2 separate regions of the Rattus norvegicus genome follow, and region 2 is linked to region 1. A link is a contact called in public HiChIP or PLAC-seq data. All regions are on one chromosome and are shown on one strand. The core of a region is the stretch at or near the end of the contact, and the rest is flanking DNA. Distances in the headings are between cores, read along the strand shown.

Region 1 (4,417 bases), core at 1,362-3,861:
TCTTCACAGCAACAGAACAGTGACTAAGACAGTCCTTCATCGCAGTGAAGCCTGATGAGGCCCAGAAATACCAGAGCATTTTTTACACATTCCCAAGTTCCCATCACTGTGTCTCTTTGGCACCATGCCAGTCTTTTTTCTTTCTTTCTTTCCATTCTAGGCCCTGCTGAGATGTTCAGCAGTACTCAGATGGACCACAGAAAGAGTCCTCCGATCAGCTGAGGTAGTCAGAGGACTCCCATACTTTTCCTATCTTGGTAGAAGCTCCTGGACTGCACCACGGTGACCCCTGTAACTTGCTGTCAGACTGCCAGATGGGGTGACAGACTCCACCAGGCATCAGCCTGAGAGGGCCTTCAAGGTCTCCAGCAAGCATCCCACTCTGTGGTTGGGATGCTAGGCACAGCCAAGCCCCATGGAAGCCTCTGCTATTAGGACAGCTTCTGAATACTAAAGAGGGCTGAGAGGAAATGAAAGGAAACGGAGAAAGATGTCTTGGTCAGAAGTTTTTCTAATCGCTATGGATTTCCCCTCGTTTTAGTGGATTTGAGAGAGGGTGTAGGGAAGGAAGGGGAAAAAAATCAAAAGCGGATTATTATCCTGAGTTGCTCTTCCTTTTCATCCTTAGCCTGTGACAGCAGCTCCCTGCTTGCCCTATCTGCATGCTAAAGACTGGAGGGAAAGGCCTGCAAAGTATTGACAACTGAGCTGAGATTACAAGTTCCTTGCCTCTTGAAAGATAGAATCAATTAAAATGGAGCCTTCCACTCAACGAGTAAATTAGCTTCTAGAGAAAACATCTGCCCTTCCCTGTAGTGTCTGGAAAATACGAAGGGTAGTGGAAGTGTGGTGAAAGCTTCTTCTCGTAACACGCAGATTGCGCATGAAAGCACTACATACCCTGAAGCACGCACACACTGTACAAACCTGGCACAAAAACGGTGACTCAGTAAACACTGGTCCAAGGACATGCTCATGTGTGTGTGCACTGCCCGTTTACCCGCACACCGTTTCACGTTTCTTCCTCTCTTGCATGGCTACCTTTGAAATGTGTCAGGCTTCTGAGAGATTCTGCTGGCCTTGCAGCATCCTGTCCCTGGTTATCATAAAAGCAATACATTTTAACAGATGAAAAATAAAAACAAGATCTTCTTTAACCCATGCTCTTTGGGAGTACAAGAAAATGTACTCAAGCCATCTAACCACAGGGTAGAAAACAAACCGGAGACTCAAACCCCTACCCCCTTCCCTTGACCCATTTCCTGAGCTTCCAGAAACATCCGAGTATGAACCAAGCACTTTATCCAGTTGGGAGACTCATGTGTTCCCAAAACCTCAGAGTAGCTGTTCTTGGGGTGTGTGACCTTGGAGAAAGCATCCTCCAAAAAGACTGTCCAGGCGGGACTTCTAGTACTCCAGTTCCCAAGTCATACAGCACGAGATGCTGCATGTGGATCTGTAGTTTAAAATAGGTTTTGGTGAAGTCGGGGTGGGGGCGGGGAGGGGGCTTTTCCATTGATAAGTGGAGAATTTAGGCGAGGAAAGCAATAAGCCAACTATTTGTTGAGTGGCTCCATGCTTCTCCATACTGGAGACAGGTTCAAAGACGGAGCTTCTCAAGGATTTCAGGAGCCCAGGAGTGCAATGAGGCATGAGCCACTGATGTGTGCTGTGGTCAAGGTGTTTTCAACAGAGCCCAGGGAAGGAAGTGTCACATTCTGTATAAAAATGTCAGTGACCTTGAGGATGGACAGTTGATTTCTCAGCAGAGAACTGGGACTGATACCAGTAGAGGGGCCATGAGAAACAAAGGTTTGGACTTGCAGAATGCAGTGGCCTTTCTTTGGCTGGACCACAGGCTTGTGAAGGATGACCAGAAACGAGGACAGAAAAGTTACAGTTACGGGAGGGATCTCGTTTCCTTGGGCTTGAAATGCTTCACAATTTGTCTCGTAGGCAATGGGGTTGGGGGGTGTGGGCAGTCCATAGGCTGGGGAATACCCTGATGTGGGCTGGGCTTTGGGAAGATAGCTCAGAAATCAGACACAGTGCCCTTAGGTCCCGCCTCCATGACAGATCAGGAAGTGTGGCCGGACTAGACCAAGGGATGGAAAGTAAGAGCCCAGCAAAGGCAGTACTAGGAGGGGTGAGGTGGGGGTAGGGTGGGGGGTGGAGGATTGGGGGTGAGGGTGTGTGAGGGTTTGGGGAGGGGAGGCCTGGACTTCCGTAGCAGGATTCTTCATGCCCCATGGAAGCTTTGAACAAAAGCCAAGGAAGCCAGAGTGGTACATGACCCAGTTCTGCAGCCAGAGAAACAGTATTTACGGAAGCCGTTGGCATTCCAAGTGAGCCAGGCCCAAAGACCCAAATGCCTGGAGTCTCTATGAATCATCCCTCCTTCCTGGAGCGTGCATCCGCAGCATTCAGTTTCTCCTCACCAGGCTGCACGGTTGCCTAAAAGTGATTCCACCCTGAAAATAGCTCAGCCCCAGACCGTGGTCCTCGGTGCTTTCTTTTTATCCTGGAACTTCAGCTGGCTTAAGTAACTGCATGCGACACATACAAAGAAGCCAGCCCTTGTAATTGCATCAGAGGGCTGTGAGGGAGTCACCCCACCCCCACCCCAGCAACCCCTAACTACACTTGAGGGAAGAGGAGGGAGGGGTGTGCAATTTGTTCATTTCTTTCATTTTATGGAACGCTTCACTTTGCTTTCAGCATAATTATTGTTGTACTTTTTTCTGTTCCCCATTTGCCTCGTTCAAAAAAAAAAGTCCTTCACTCCCCCTGCACACTTTTTCTTAATGCATTAAAATTAATAACTCGTAACAGTGACCTAATTTGCTTTGAGTACTGTAACTCAGGGGGTTTTGTTTTTGTTTTAGTTGTGTGTGTGTGTGTGTGTGTGTGTGTGTGTGTGTGTGTGTTTAAAAAAGCTCCCTCCCAGATCTGCCAAACCCTTGACACGTTACTGTGGCAACAGGCACAACTTGGTGAGTTCATGAATGAGCCTCTTTGTGCTCACAAAGCCCTCTCCTCCACTATTATTTGAGATGTACATCTTTTCCCTTGCCAAGGAAGTCCTGTGTGCTTGGTGTGTTGGAATGGCGCAGCTCTGGGTGTGGTCCCTGAGACAATGTCCAATGCCCATTACCCTGGCCTTGCAGTAGTGTCTGCTGCAAGCCCTCTTCACCTTTTCTAATTCTGGGCCAAAAGCCCTTCCCTGCCTGCAAATGTTCTCCAACTTAACATTTGCCTCTGTGGCTAATCTGTTTTTCTGGACTTCAGTCCTTCGCCCTTCCCTACCACGACCTCAGACCTTACTTAACTAGGAGGTTGGCTGTGGATCAAAGCTGGCCACTGGGTTCTCTCTACCCCTTAGCCATTGTGTCCATCTTGTCTGTTGTCTTTCTCTGCAAAGGCACATCCTATCCTCTCCCTGTGCGCTTCCCTGTGCTACTAGAACACTGCACACTATGCCAACCAGAAGTCACACGCTACTCCTGCTCAAGGGCCCCTCCTTTCTCTTAGAATTGCTTCAGAATCTTGCCTTAGACTCTCAGGCTACTCGAGATCTGCAGATACGTCGTCTTGGCTTTGCTGTAACCAGCACCTTCTGCTTTTTTCCCTCGATATCCTGACATTACTATGTCATGAATGTTTTACTCCAAGCTTGTCATGGTTTATTCCCCGTGCCAATCTCTGCTTCCACATATGGAAAAGCTCCAACAACCCTCAGAGCTTGGCCCATCATACAGCCTATGTACCTCAGTCACGTGAATACCCGCCTCTCAGGTTGTCAGCAAGCTCATGGAAGGAGAGGGTTGCTTCTGGGCACTGTTGTATCTATGACACCTGGCATAGAGCCTGACTACTACAGTGTCTTTCTATAAAAAAAACCCTATCATTATGCCTACCTATCAGGATGTATGAATGTGTGAATGAATGAATGAACTGGAATCTATTACTGACCTTTCTTTTATTCCTTTCCTCCCTCTTTTAACCTCTCCCTTACTCTCTTCTTCCTTCTCCCTTTTTTTTTGTTAATCATTTTGCAAACATTCAGTTATATGAAAGAGGAGGTACACAAAAGGACTCCCCTGTTGTCGAGGAGCACATAGATTTGGGGGTCTCTAGGACCATCTTAAACACTTTCTTCTGGTCATTCACCTGTTCATCCCTCTAGGACTGCCATCCTAGAAAGTGAAGCTGGTTCATCTCTGTATATAGTTTCTGTCAGCAAATGTAAGGAGGATACTAAGAAGTGCTGTCATTTAAGAACTCAGTGTGGATGACAAGTGGTCAGACACTCGCATCCACTTAACCTTTTGGACATCCTAGGACAGGTTGTCATCAGTTTCTCGATGGTAGCAATGATGTAGGTAATGTGGAAACTGCCCCTTGAAGCAAAGAGAAA
Region 2 (4,417 bases), core at 701-3,200, 190 kb before region 1:
TGCCCACTAGCAAGGAGGAAGTTAAATATCGCCCTTTAATCCTGTTCTCCTTGGTCGTCTAGCTCAGTGATTTTCAACCTGTGGGTCACGACCCCCTTGGAGTTTTCTCTCAGATATTCTCTTGCGTGTCAGATACTTACAATACAATTTATAACAGTAGCAAAATTGCAATTATGACTTAGCGATGGAATAATTTTATGGGTGGGGGGGGTCACCACAACATAAGGAACTGTATTAAAGGGTCATAATAGGAGGGTTAAGAACCACTGCTCTAGCTAAACAGCTCCTTCTATTTTCTGTATCCATGATGTTTTAAGGTATTTCTACACAGAATCTCATTTTCCCCACTAGATGGCAAGCTCCAGGTGTTCCTGCTGTCATAAAGATGTCCTTTGTCTCCCAGGACAGAACTGACCCTTCTCCCTGTACCTTTTATGGCCTCCTGGGTGCTCACATCATGGAGGAGTGTAATCTTTGGTATGTGCCGCAGATGATTGAGAGCCACATGGTCATGGCTAACGATTTAGTCATCTCTGTCACCAGCACTTAGCTAAAGCCCGCAGTCCGGCACATAGTAGGTCTCTGTGAGCATAGATGAATTTCTTCACAGAAGCCTCCACAGTCTTCCTGGTAGAGACATGCTGGAAGACACTGGAAGGCAAAGGGACCAGCATGGGGCTGGGACTAGCTAAGCAGAGAAGCAGAGAACATGTTCTGCTACCCTACTCCGTACATAAAGTAGCCATGTGTTAAAATGAGCTACTCTTGTCTTCCAACACAGCTGCCCTGTAGCATCATAAACCACCAGAAGCCAGTTTTTCCTTCATATCTTCCTAACTGGGGACAAAACATCCTGGACCCACCTCCCTAATACTTTTCTTTTTTAAAGATTTTATTTATTATTATGTATAAGTACACTGTAGCTGTCTTCAGACACACCAGAGGAGGGCATCAGATCTCATTACAAATGGTTGTGAACCACCATGTGGTTGCTGGGATTTGAACTCAGGACCTCTGGAAGAGCAGTCAGTGCTCTTAACCACTGAGCCATCTCTCCAGCCCCAATACTTTTAAAACTAAAAGCCCCTAGTAGATCCTAAGTAGAACAAACAGAATGTTCTCTACCCCTCTGCATTGTGAAGTTTCTAGGGTAGCAGTTGTCTAACTCATTTATATTCCTGGTACCTAGCCCATGATTCTATCACAGATGCTTCATTAATTTTTGCTGAGTTACATAAATGACGAGATCTCAAAAGAGAAGGGAAGAAGGAAGGAGGGGAAAAGATCTTCACGCTTGCTTGTTGGGATTTCGAAATTGGGTAGGAAGCGTAACCATCAACAAGATACCTCAAGAGAAGGTTAAAAAACTATCTTTGTTTTCTCCCTGGCTGAGGCTCCTGGGAATTTTTTCTATTCAAGATCATAATTGCCATAAACTAGCTTGATTACCAGATAGCTGTTAAGCAGCTCCATGCTGGTAAATGGAGGAGTGGCAGATCCAGGGCTCACATGGTAAAAAGAAAAACACTGAGCCTTCTTTTCAGCCTTGTCTTGCCTGGCTGTGGTGTTCTGCAGACAGCCAAGCTTTCTTTTGGAGATAGAAATGCTCACCACTGCCTGCTTCCACAGCCCCCTAGATCTGTTGGGGCCGTAGGAAGACTGGTTTCTGTTGAAACATCTTATACCTTCCTGTCTCCTTGAGGTTAGTTCTTTTTCTATTTACTTTAAGTCAGTCCTGTAGTATTCTCTAAACTGGAGCCCTCCCCTCCTGGTCCAGGACACATGTAAACTCAGACACATTTACACACGTGCACAAAGCAGACTGGTTGTCATAGTTCATTCCTCTTATGGACGAGATGCGGAGTGAGTGAGCTAGCAGATGGATACCCTGGAGGTTCTGAGCCACGTCACTCTTTATCAGCCCTCTCCAAAGATCCCAGAAGCCTCTGGGAGGGGCTGCCGCTGCTGCTGCTGCTGAAATAGGCGGGCTCTTCGTCTTCCCAGCTGGAGTAAAACCTTTCTCTTCCTGAAGGAAGGAGAAATCTCCCGAGCTGTTGTGTGAATGGGCCATGCTGGGATTGAATCCAGGGCTCCACTTTAGCTGCCTTCCTTCTAAGCCTTCTCTTTTTCTCTTGTGTCCCAATTTGTGTATTGAGATTGAAAAGCAAGTCTGAGCCCTGCTGATGTGCCAACAGTCCTTACAACACTTCAAGTCACAACAGCCTCTTGCATTTCTCATTGTCATAGAGCAAGTAGTCAATGGACCTTTCACTTAATAATATTTACAGTGCCTTCCCTTGGTTTCAGACATGCATGCCAGGTGCCAAGGTAGGTGTGTATATTCCTACTTTGTGATTGAAGCTCAGAGAGGTGAGAGATTTAGTCTAGAAACGTCTTGTACCAGGAACCAAAGCTCTGTTACCTTATGCTGGGTTAATGGGCTTTCCACACTTCCCAGTCTTACCCACCATGAGTCTTACCTGAGACCAAGTCAGGAAAGGGGAGAAAACAGGCATTGCTTCCTCAGTCCATCTTAACCACTGAGGCAACAGGCCAGAGGACTCAGGACAGCCTGTGATAGATGGGAGAGGACAGGGTGGTGCCAGGAATGCCAGGAAGAATTAAACTCAAGGAGATTCTGTGGGCTCCAGAGACCTAACATCCGTGTGAGAGATCAAAGATGTGATCTCTGCGCCAGACTGAGCTATTGGGTGGGATCAAAGCAAAGCAAAAGGGCTCTTTTTGGTGTCTTGTGCACTGATGACTACCTGGATGAGGCAGGGCACAAAGAAAGCCACCATGATTTGGAAAATGCGGTGCACTCACACTTCCTTTGATTTCCCCCCCCCCTACATCTTACATTTAACTGTGGCACCTCTGTTCATAAACAAATACACTTCCAGAAGCTGGGTGGCCTCCTGCTCCTATGTCTGCCTGTCTGTCTTCCTTCCTTCTTTCCTTTCTTTCTTTCTTTCTTTCTTTCTTTCTTTCTTTCTTTCTTTCTTTCTTTCTTTCTTTCTTTCTAAGATTTTATTTATTTTATGTATGAGTACACTGTGCTGTCTTCATATACCAGAGGAGGACATCAGATCCCATTACAGATGGTTGTGAGTCACCAGGTGGTTGCTGAGAATTGAACTCAGGACCTCTGGAAGAGCAGTCAGTGCTCTTAACCGCTGAGCCATCTCTCCAGCCCCTCTTGTGTCCTTCTGAGTGTGTATATTCATAATCAGTGTCTTTCCTGAGGTCATTCTAATGGAGACCTCTCTGTTTGTTGTGAATGGTGTTGCTTTCCCCTAGTCAAGGATCAATTAGTCAAGAGGAAAGGGTTGGTGGGTCCCTGTACCTGGTCTAGCTTGTGCTAAGGCATGGCCGTCACCTACCTGCAGAGAACCTGGGTACAGGAGTCAGGATCTGCCTGTCAGCTCACTGTGGGGCTTTAATTAGCTTGCTTTACCTCCCTCCATTTCCTCCTTGAAAACTCAGGCCATTGGTCTATGTCGGTAGTTGTCACTTTAGCGTTCTCTGTGGCAACGGTTGTCAAATGAAATCCTAACTCCAATACTGAATGTATCAAAGCAAATAGGCAAAGATAAGAAAGCTGATATGGTGCTCATGGAGGAGGGCCTGAGAGACCAGCCAAGGGGCCTCTCTTTGTGTTTAGTCCAAATACCTTCGTTCAGTCCTAGCCCCAATACCCTAGAGTGGGTCTCTGAGACTGTTTCATGGGATCCAGTGTGGCAGCTACTCTTGAAAATTCCTTAAAATGTTGACATTTAGTGGTAAAGGAGAGACATTAAATTCAAATCCCTCACCAATCTATGGAAGGTCTCTGACACACAGATTCTAAAATTTTCTCTCAGAAATATTCCTCCATTTCTTCTGGGGTTTGTGGGAAGGGGGTCTTTTGTGACTTCACGAAACCATCAAATTTCTCCAGGTGTCTCTTTTTGAGCAGCGCCAGCCCACCTTTTTTCCATGCCCAGCTTCCAGTCTCCTGACAAGGCTGTGTTGGGCTGTGCACCATATCTGGGTGTGTGCATTATGCAGTCTCTGTACCTCAGCTTATGCTGTCATTCCCTGCAACACTTCATGCACACTTTCCTGGTGGGAAACTCCTACTCATCCTTTAGGAGCTGGTTCAATGACCCCTTTCCTAAAAGGTGACTCCCTCTCACAGGGCAGTTGGCTTTGTCTTTCCCTGAGTTGCCCTGTCCTTTGAGATACACTTTCATCACAGACCTAAGCACTGTTCACCATGCCTAATTTATTTATAGCCTCTTTCCCCAGACAATGAAGGGTTCCTTAAAGGCAGAGATTTAACTATAAATTCTCATAGGCCTTGATACTTAGAAACTACTACTCCATACTTGCTTGCAAAATGTCAGTGTGAAATAGCAAAAATATCCATGCACTT

Evidence for each region. HiChIP or PLAC-seq counts read pairs in DNA pulled down with a chosen protein or histone mark.
Region 2: an H3K27ac HiChIP or PLAC-seq map of oligodendrocytes shows a contact between it and region 1, with 11 times the contacts expected there. The contact joins two enhancer-like sites. A contact is called at or near these places in 2 of 12 Hi-C or Micro-C datasets (frontal cortex and mammary epithelial cells) and 1 of 1 datasets of contacts at active chromatin or transcription factors (oligodendrocytes).

Annotation. Positions count from the first base shown.
Region 1 is chr8:41,189,270-41,193,686 of GRCr8, reverse strand. The region is part of intron 1 of Kirrel3 (kirre like nephrin family adhesion molecule 3); the gene reads right to left. It overlaps LOC120094326 (a long non-coding RNA gene), which reads right to left. Exons shown (of 2, transcript XR_005488640.2): 2 at 1-4,417. Among named protein-coding and RNA genes, the nearest start is that of Kirrel3, 68 kb to the right of the region's middle. Within about 2 kb of position 2,611, at least 52 of the 93 cell types and tissues checked have an H3K27ac peak or open chromatin away from gene starts, as enhancers often do.
Region 2 is chr8:41,380,619-41,385,035 of GRCr8, reverse strand. The region is part of intron 1 of Kirrel3 (kirre like nephrin family adhesion molecule 3); the gene reads right to left. Among named protein-coding and RNA genes, the nearest start is that of Kirrel3, 260 kb to the right of the region's middle. Within about 2 kb of position 1,950, at least 8 of the 93 cell types and tissues checked have an H3K27ac peak or open chromatin away from gene starts, as enhancers often do.